Linked DNA regions of Mus musculus: region 1 is linked to region 2. The links are chromatin contacts, called in public HiChIP or PLAC-seq maps. All regions are on one chromosome and are shown on one strand. The core of a region is the stretch at or near the end of the contact, and the rest is flanking DNA. Distances in the headings are between cores, read along the strand shown. Region 1 overlaps Sipa1l3 (signal-induced proliferation-associated 1 like 3). Region 2 overlaps Ryr1 (ryanodine receptor 1, skeletal muscle).

Region 1 (4,614 bases), core at 673-3,172, 280 kb before region 2:
GGTCATCCAGCCACAGCCCCGCACCCACTGCCCTGCAACCTTCCTTTAGGGACTCGGGGGACGCCAGGCACTAGTCTCAGGCCCCTCTCAGCTGCTCCCTGCCGCCTTGCAGGCCACAGGAGCGCCCATTCCTAGGACCCAGCTGCCTGGAGCTGTGTCGGTGGGAGGGGCCCAGGAGCCCCTGCATGAGAACTATGGAACGAAGTGAGCCCTTTCTTCCCCCACTCCCTGACAGTCCAGGGCTCCTCTATCCCCAGTGAACTGGCTCCAGGTAGCATGGACATCACCCTCCGAGTCCCCCTTCCACACAGCAGCCAGGAGCACTTTCATAGAGTTTAAATTATTTTCCTGGGGCCCCAGAATGGACAGGACCCATTAGCACCCAGATCCACTCCTTTGAGAAACCCCATTTGTACAGCTAGGACTGTTTATATGATCTTTTTTATCAGCTTCTCTCCAAGCAGCCGCAGGCCCCTCTGCCTTGGAGCTACTGATCTGGCCAGCCATGGGATCCTCCTCTAGGACAACTAGGCCATTGCCCCCTACGCCAGCGGCTTTGAGGAACCTGAGGACAGGGCTGAGGCAGAGCCTTCACCCCCTGTATGGTTGTCTTTCCTTTTACAAGTCTCCCTGGCCACACTCCATCCCCCAGTGGACACCAGCCACGCTCACTGTGCTCCCTGGGGAGCACTCACAGTGCAGCCCCCAGCCCCCAGAGATTCTCCAAAGGCAATAAGGGGCAGCTCAGTGGGGCACGCTGCTCACCCAGGAAACACAAATCCCCCTCCCCCTTTTTTTCCTTCTTTAAAAACAAACAGAAAAGAATATATATATATATATATATATTTATTTTTTCATGTAGAGTTGTGCCGGAACACGTTTGAATGGCCACAGTCTGTGGATTTCCCCAAACCCTGTGGGCTGGAGGTCAATGTGAGGACTCAGAGGGACGTGGGGGCAGCAGGCGGCACAGTTGGCAGCGTAGATTGGACCCAGAGCCATAACGAGATGGCCCAGCCCTCAGACCAGGACCCATCACTTCTCTTTGGGCCCACTACCACACACAACAGGCACTCTGCTCCCGATGGGCCAGGCTGAAGGGCAGGGCTTGAGGAAAGGGTATCCAGAGCTCCCTGTGACCTGCCTCTGACCCCCGGGGAACCCCTGGTTGTGAGGGAGCAGCCTGCCATGCCCTCCACTCACCATGGAATGATGGTGGCAAACCAGACCACCCAGTGTCCTGAACCCTGGCCAGCTACTGTGATGTCTGTCTCCTGATCACCTTTCTAAAGGGTTCTCCAGCCCCTCCCCCTTCCTCTCCTCTCAGAACCCAACCTGGAGCCTTCCCCCTTCCCCCCAACCCCCTCCCTTCATTTCTTTCTTTAATGTGTCTTCTCATATCTTCAGACCATTCGAATCATTTGGGGGACCTAATCATGTACATTGACAGTTGTAAATTTTAATTTTTGCTTTTGTTCTATTATTTTTGTAAGAATTCCTGCAAAAAAAAATTATTTAATTTGAGGTTGATACTCTGTGTAATGACTGGAGATAGCAGGCTTTTTTTTCCAGGTTGATTTATTCCATTTGGATTTTTGTTTTAATCATTCTTTATTGTCTTTTCCTCCCCCTCTTCCCATCCCTGTCTTGAGATTTCTGGCATGTTTCAGGAGGTTTCAAAGGAAATAAACGTTTCATAGAAATGGCTGGTGTGTTCTCCTGCAGCTGCCTGGAAGCCAGTGCTGGCTCCCTCCTCCTAAGCTCATATCACACTCCTGCTGCACAGCATACATTTACCAGCCAGCCGCTTTCCTAGGCACCTGACCATCAGGATGTAAAATGTGCTGAAGTTAAAACAAGCTAGGTCTGCAAGGCGAGCATGGTAACCCGAGCCCTTAATCCCAGCGCTCAGGAGGCAAGGTGGGAGGAGCTCTGTGTTCTAGGCCAGCTTGTTGGAAGTAAGTTCTAGGAGAGTTAGGGCTGCACTGTGAACCTGTCTTCAAAGGGAATGGGGGATGGGCCCCTTTCGCCAGGTGTGATGGTTCACACTTGTAATCCCAGCGCTCTGAGGCAGGAGGATCGCCGAGAGTTCAAGGCCAGTTGTGTTTGTACACATCGGGAATCTCAGAGGTGAACGGGTGTCAGGAGTGCAAGGTCTTCCTTAGCTACATAGCAAGTTTGAGGCCACCTTGTGCTGACTGCAAGATAAGTGGTAATGAAGCCCTTTTTAAAAAAAAGAAGAAGAAAAAAGAAAAACTTTTGGGCCAGAAGTGGCTTTGTGGTTAAGAGCACCGGCTGCTCTTCCAGAGGACCCCCAGGTCCTCACCGCTCACAGTTGCCTGACAGCACACCCAAGAGACCCAGTGCCCTCTTCTGGCATATTTAAAAAACAACAACAACAAAAGCCAGGCAAAGTTAAGATAGCATGCGCCTTTAACCCCAGCAGAGGGAGGTGGATCTGTGAGTTTGAGGCCATCCTGGTCTACATAGTTCGGGGGCAGCTAGGGCTACACAAAAGAAGTCTGTCTCAAAACAAAACCACGGGTGATTGCAGGTAAAGTAAGTACTTGCCATGCTGGTGGGATTTGTATGAAGCCTCCACCCGGCCCCAAACCACGCCCCTCTCCATCCCCCGCTTCATTTGTGTGCCCAGCCCCACCTACTCATCCCTCCACTGGGTCCCACCATGCCGTGGACCTCCCTCTGCCAACAGTGCAGGGAATGGATTGCAGTGGAGAGCTGCCCAGGGGTCCCTGGGGACCAGAGGTAAAGGAAGAGTCATCTAGCTAAAGGAAGTGTCTCGGACCTGAAGCCTCGGCCAAAACCAGGATTTCTATGGCCCTCCAGACAGGACAAGAGGGGGCGGCTTGAAGCTTGGGGTCCTGGGTCTGTGTCTCGCCGAACTGTGGACATCTGCGGGTGGGCGAGGCACCAGGCAAACTGACTTTGGACTCAGGAGTTCCAAGAAGATCCTGAAGACTCACCTCCTGTGGGAAGTCAGCCTCTCTGGACAGGACTGACCCCATCCCATCAGCGGTCGTTGTGTTCTTCAGGTCTGAGCTGAACTCTGATCCTCCTTCGCACCCTACCCGCACCCCCCACCGCCAAATATCTTCCGAAAGGTGTTTGCCTATATCCAGTGGAGAATCAGCCCTTGCAAGGGCTTCCAGCTACTTAGACATCCTCACTCGCCACCCTCCTCAGGGCCCCATCCAGCCCAGCCCTCCCCCCATCAACCTGGGCCAAGTGGGGGAGGGAACCCGGGAACAAACTGTTCTCACATCCTCTCCTGGCCTGGGAGACATACCACCATCTCCCAACACCCCACAATTCACACGCGCACCCGCACACGCACGCCAAGCCCTGAAGGCGCCTGCACTGCGCCCCGTAGTCCCTTCCCTTTCTTGCCCCAGTTTTTCATGCCCCTCCCCCACCTCTCCTCAGTCTGCCTATCTCTTTGGCCTCATCTGCCTGGCACTCTCCAGATTTCTGTTGTCTGTTCGCACCCCCACACCCCTTTCTAAAGAGAAGGCTCATGCTATAGCCCAGGATGACGTGTAACTAACTCCCCGTCCCTCCTGCCTCAGCCTCCAGTGTTGGAGTTCTGAGCCACATAGTGTGTTACCATCCTGGATGGCGGTCCCTTACATTCTTTATTGCCTTCCAACCAAAAGTCTCGCTCATTCCCGTGTCTTTTGTCTGGGGGCTTTGCCTGTCCCCTTATCTCATTTTCTCCCTCTGACTTTGTACATTTTCTGCTTGTCTCTCCAAACAGCTGTCCACTTCTCCCTCCCCTGGTCTTGCCAAAGCCTGGCTTTTTTTTTTTTTTTTTTTCCTTTTTCTTGTTTTAAACTATTATTTACTGGACTAGTCCTCCACCCCGTCCCTGGTCCCTGTCCTCTTCCCTCGGAATTCCTGGGACTCTCTCTTCATCTGTGTATCTCTCCAGCTTTGTCCTTTTTTTCCATTCAGTACATTTGTGGCCTCAGAACCATCTTCCTTCCTGACCATTGCCCTGGTTCTCCACCCCCACCCACCCCCACCCCACCCTGCCTGTCTCCTTGAATCCCTGTGTTTTGAGATGTCCTCCTGTCCTCCACTTTTAACCACACCCAGGTCAGGGAATCCCAAGTGACAGCCAGCCATGCTGAGGTGCTATCTCCCAAACCCTAGCCAGGGAGGGGGCTGCCTTCTGGTCTCTCCAGCCCTCCCTTCCCCCCAGTCTTCACTCCCACCTCCCTCTTTGAGCTGCCTCCCGCTGCAGCTGCAGCAGCCCGTTGCTATGGCAACCACAGCTGGCTGGGTGGGAGCCCCTCCACCCCATCCCCCTCTTCTCTCCAGCAAGACAGGGAGGAGCTGGGACAAAGCCACAGGGAGGCATGGTGTAGGGGCAAAGAGGTGGGGGCCAGCCACAGTGGCTTCTACCCCAGTGAGGCCCCTTGGCTTCCCATGTTGGTGACACCCCAAAAGAGGTTAGAGATGGAAGCAGTTGTGGGCAGAGGGGTCAGGCCCAGTTTAATACACAGAACAAGTTAATTCACAGCAGAGGCAGGCAATAAAGGAGACTTGGTGGCAAGGGGGGTACTCCTGGATTGGGGGCAGACTCCCCCAGAC
Region 2 (4,421 bases), core at 1,425-3,924:
GGAGCCCAGAAACCAAGAGCAGCCTAAAGCCTAACCAACCTTCCCTGCAAGCTGTTTCCCATGACAAGCGAGTGCCACAAGGTGGTGTTTACAATGTTCACAGTACATAGAAAGCCACAAACCACCCAGAGGGAAAGTGTGTGTGTGTGTGTGTGTCTGTCTGTCTGTCTGTCTGTCTGTCTGCCTGCCTTTGTGTGTGTGTCTGTGAGAGGTTTCTGTGTATCTATGACACTGTGTGATGTGTGTTTGTGTCTGACTGTCTGATTGTGTAATGTGTGTGACTGTGTGATCTGTGTGTGTGTGCCTGTGATGTGTGTATGACTGTGTGATGTGTGTGACTGTGTGATCTGTGTGACTGTAATGTGTGTATGACTGTGTGATGTGTGTGACTGTAATGTGTGTATGACTGTGTGATGTGTGTGACTGTGTGACTGTGATGCGTGTGACTGTGATGCGTGTGACTGTGATGCGTGTGACTGTGATGCGTGTGACTGTGATGCGTGTGACTGTGATGCGTGTGACTGTGATGCGTGTGACTGTGATGCGTGTGACTGTGATCTGTGTGACTGTGTGATCTGTGTGACTGTGATGCGTGTGACTGTGATGCGTGTGACTGTGATGCGTGTGACTGTGATGCGTGTGACTGTGATGTGTGTGACTGTGATGTGTGTGACTGTGATGCGTGTGACTGTGATGTGTGTGACTGTGATGTGTGTGACTGTGATGCGTGTGACTGTGATGCGTGTGACTGTCATGCATCAAGTGTCTTCTGTTGTTACTCTCTGCCTTATAGTCTTGAAACAGGATTTCTCACTGAACAAGAAGTGTCCCCTGCCATATATACACACCTTTACCACTTAGACCTGCTGAACCAAGGATCTGCCAGTCTCTTCAGCTACATACTAAATTCAAGGCTAGCCTGGGCTACATGATAGCCTGTCTCAAAGAGCAAGACAAAGCAAAATAAAACAAAACAAAAGAAGAGAACAAGGACAAAGAAATGGAGGATTTTATCTCTATCTATTAAATATTTGTTCAGGAAAACTTAATTAAAAAGCAATTAGAAGCTGGGAATGGTGACACATGCTTTTAATCCCAGCACTCAGGAGGCAGCAGCAGATGGATCGCTGGATTCAAAGCCAGTTTGGTCTATAGCGCTAATTCCAGGACACTCAAGGCTATACAGAAAAACCCTGTCTTGAAAAAAAACACTAAACTAATTAATTATTTAATATAAATAAAAACAATTGAAGCTGGGTGTGAGGGTAGCACAGTTGTAATTCTGGTAGGTGAGAGTCTGAGGTAAGAGGGTTTAAGGCTAGCCTGAGGCACTCTCCAGACTGTCTCAGAGAAACAGAAAGAGAAGCTGGTTAAACAGCTCAGTGGATAAAGGACTTGATGCCAGGTCTCGTGACCTGAACTCCTTCTCAGGACGCACTTGGTGGATGGAGAGAGCTGACTTCTAGCCTTATTAGCATCCAGCATGTATTAGCCCTCCCCTGCTTCACCTCAGGAATAAACAAATGAAAAAATTTACAGGATTCACTGTAGCCTTGAATGGCCTGGAACTTGCCCAATACACTAGGCTAGCTTCAGACTCACAAAGATCTACCTGACTGTCTTCCTAGTGCTGAAATTAATGACAGGGACTATCATACCCATACCTAAATAAATGAAAAAAAAATTTTTTTTCGTGTGTATGGGTATCGAGTATGTATGGGCCCTGTGTGCATGCAGTTCTCGAGGAGACCAGAAGAGGGCGTCAGATCACCGGGGACTGGAGTTACAGATGGTTGTGAGCCACTATATGGGTGCTGGAAATTGAACCCAGGACCTGTGCAGGAGCAGCCAATGCTCTTAACCACTGAGTCATCTCTCCAGGCCCATAAAGTAATCTTTTAAAATTTACAAAGAAAGAGAGAGAGGAGAGAGAGAGAGAGAGAGAGAGAGAGAGAGAGAGAGAGAGAGAGAATAGGAAAGAGAAGTGGGGGGCTGAATCCCCACTGCATTTGCTGCACGGAGAACCTCCGCAGTGTCTTTAGATAAATGTCAAATATCTAAGTGACCCTCCATCCCTGTGTGGCACACATACTTCATACTTCCAAAGGTAATTTCATGACTTCCGGCACACAGTAGGCATGAAATATGAACCCTGATCCTAACCCTAAATGAGCAGACACCATTGTCTCCCCAGACACAGGCGCTCACTGAATGAATACATGTTTCATTTCCTCAGATTTCCAAAACTACCTACGGACACAGACTGGGAACACGACCACCATCAATATCATTATCTGCACAGTGGACTACCTCCTGCGGCTGCAGGTGAGGAAGGGTGGCCCAGCCCCATGGGACCTGAGCCAGGGGCCCGAGGGACCTCGCATGGCTCCAGCATCCTTCATGCCCTCCCGGACCCACAGGAATCCATCAGTGACTTCTACTGGTATTACTCGGGCAAGGATGTCATCGAGGAACAGGGAAAGAGAAACTTCTCCAAAGCCATGTCGGTAGCTAAACAAGTGTTCAACAGCCTCACCGAGTACATCCAGGTAGGGTCCGCACTCGGGGACCTGCGGAGGCGGAGCTGCCGGCATCCAGCGCTCCTGCTGAGGCTTCAGGCCACCCTTTGTTCCCCAGGGACCCTGCACCGGAAACCAGCAGAGTCTGGCGCACAGTCGCCTCTGGGATGCCGTGGTGGGCTTCCTGCACGTGTTCGCGCACATGATGATGAAGCTGGCTCAGGTTTGAGTTCGTCTGAGAACAGCTCTTTCCCTCCAGCCATCCCCTAGAATCCCCTGATCGGCCCCTGTCCCACTGGTCGGTCCCCTAGTGCTCTGCGCATGCTCCAGACAGGTTCGCTCCCTATGGCCCAAACCCCTTCTGAATTGGTCGTCTGCATGCTTTTTCCTCTTTCCCACTAAACTGCTCATTTCCCACCTATACTTCCACCGGTTTGACTTTGGAGCCCATCCCTCCCGTCCAGAACTCTTCTAGGACAGGTTCATACCATTTTCCTTCTAATGAGGTCATCCCAGATTCTTCCAGCTCTGGGGAATAGGATGGGACTATGTTGCTAGGTTAGGACCTGGGGCTGAAGCGTTCCTTCTTTTACCCTGCCTGCGGCAGAAGACTCCCGTGCCAAGTACCCATGATGTAAGGATCCTGCTCCCAGAATACTTGCCTTGCTCCTCTACAGCTTCGTGAATGCCTCGCGCACACCTCATCCATTTTGTGCTTCTGCTTGGTCGCCTTAGTCAAAGCTTCCATGTACAGTTATGCGAGTTTGTGCTCCGCGGGCAACCACGTGGCGCTAGACACAACCTAACCATTGCAAATATATTGGTGCAGTACAATAACTGTCCGGCAGGTGGCAGACAAGTATTCCATATAATTTCCCACAAAGCAGTGTCTTAAGAAAGCAGAGACCTCCTAATTTGTCCAGAGTGCCATCTGACTATGAAAGGAATTGAACTGAAATTTTTCAGTTTCTCAGTACAGTTGGCCGTGTGATGTTGCTGTAAACTTTAAATATTGGTGGAAACACACTTTCAAGTATTATGATAATTCATCAGCCGTACTCCAGACACACGTGATAAGGGATATTCAATACAAGGAGCTGGAAGTGTGACTCAGTCGTAGAACACCTGCCTAGAATCATTTAGTTAGGGCCTGAGAAAAAATGGTGCTAGGCTTCTCTTCACCACACTAGCAGCTCCAGGCTGTGTGAAACAGGTCTTTCCTAAAAGTTTTAAATAAAAGATCCAAGATTCTCTAACTGCTATCTTGGGTCATGTGCTTGCCAGTGGTCTCAGCCCTAGGGAAGAAAGGTTGGCCAGACCCACTGATGTATTCATTCCTAGAGCCATGAGTTAGCCCCATGAGCTCTGAAAGAATTATAACTCACCCCCTCAACTGTGACATCTAAGACAGGCTCGTGGGAAGGCACAGAGCCCAGGCCCACTTAACCTAGAGATACTTGCTTCCTAGTTTGTTGAGGCCTTGGGTCAGAATACCAAACTTTGAAACCATGGGTTGCATTAGGGTCAGAATGAGCGGCTCACAGTGCAACCAGGTAGCACAGCTCATGTGTAAGTCATGAATGGCATGTGCATGTGACTCAGTATAGTACAGATGCCACCACGGGGGACTTTGACAGAGGTTTCTGTGAGCTCCCACATTGGACACTGCGGTCAGGCATGTACTATGTTCTTAGGCTCCCCCAAATGGCATACCAGAACTTGCACAGCTGTCCACCTCACCTGCAGCCTTTCCTCTTGCACCTCCTCACGGTCCCACCCACCCATCACAGTTAGCTCTGGCATGGCCAACCGCCCCATAGACCAGGCACCAGGCTGGAATGTTATCCTCCTAAGATTTGAGTCTCTGTCCACAGTATCTGTCCCTGTCTGTCTGTCTGTCTG

Evidence for each region. HiChIP or PLAC-seq counts read pairs in DNA pulled down with a chosen protein or histone mark.
Region 1: a contact with region 2 is called in an H3K4me3 HiChIP or PLAC-seq map of embryonic stem cells, with 24 read pairs. The contact joins two enhancer-like sites. A contact is called at or near these places in 2 of 484 Hi-C or Micro-C datasets (conventional dendritic cells and uterus), 3 of 115 datasets of contacts at active chromatin or transcription factors (embryonic stem cells, forebrain and neural tube) and 1 of 9 other capture datasets (pancreatic islet).

The regions. Positions count from the first base shown.
Region 1 is chr7:29,317,464-29,322,077 of GRCm38.p6, reverse strand. It overlaps Sipa1l3 (signal-induced proliferation-associated 1 like 3), which reads left to right. Exons shown (of 23, transcript NM_001081028.1): 23 at 1-1,700. Dpf1 (D4, zinc and double PHD fingers family 1) reads right to left here. Exons shown (of 12, transcript NM_001368371.1): 12 at 4,492-4,614. Among named protein-coding and RNA genes, the nearest start is that of Dpf1, 12 kb to the right of the region's middle. Within about 2 kb of position 1,922, at least 41 of the 459 cell types and tissues checked have an H3K27ac peak or open chromatin away from gene starts, as enhancers often do. A contact at or near this core is called in embryonic stem cells, where this site is marked.
Region 2 is chr7:29,038,709-29,043,129 of GRCm38.p6, reverse strand. Ryr1 (ryanodine receptor 1, skeletal muscle) reads left to right here. Exons shown (of 106, transcript NM_009109.2): 85 at 2,237-2,325; 86 at 2,421-2,549; 87 at 2,638-2,742. Among named protein-coding and RNA genes, the nearest start is that of Gm38979, 11 kb to the right of the region's middle. Within about 2 kb of position 2,674, at least 117 of the 459 cell types and tissues checked have an H3K27ac peak or open chromatin away from gene starts, as enhancers often do. A contact at or near this core is called in embryonic stem cells, where this site is marked.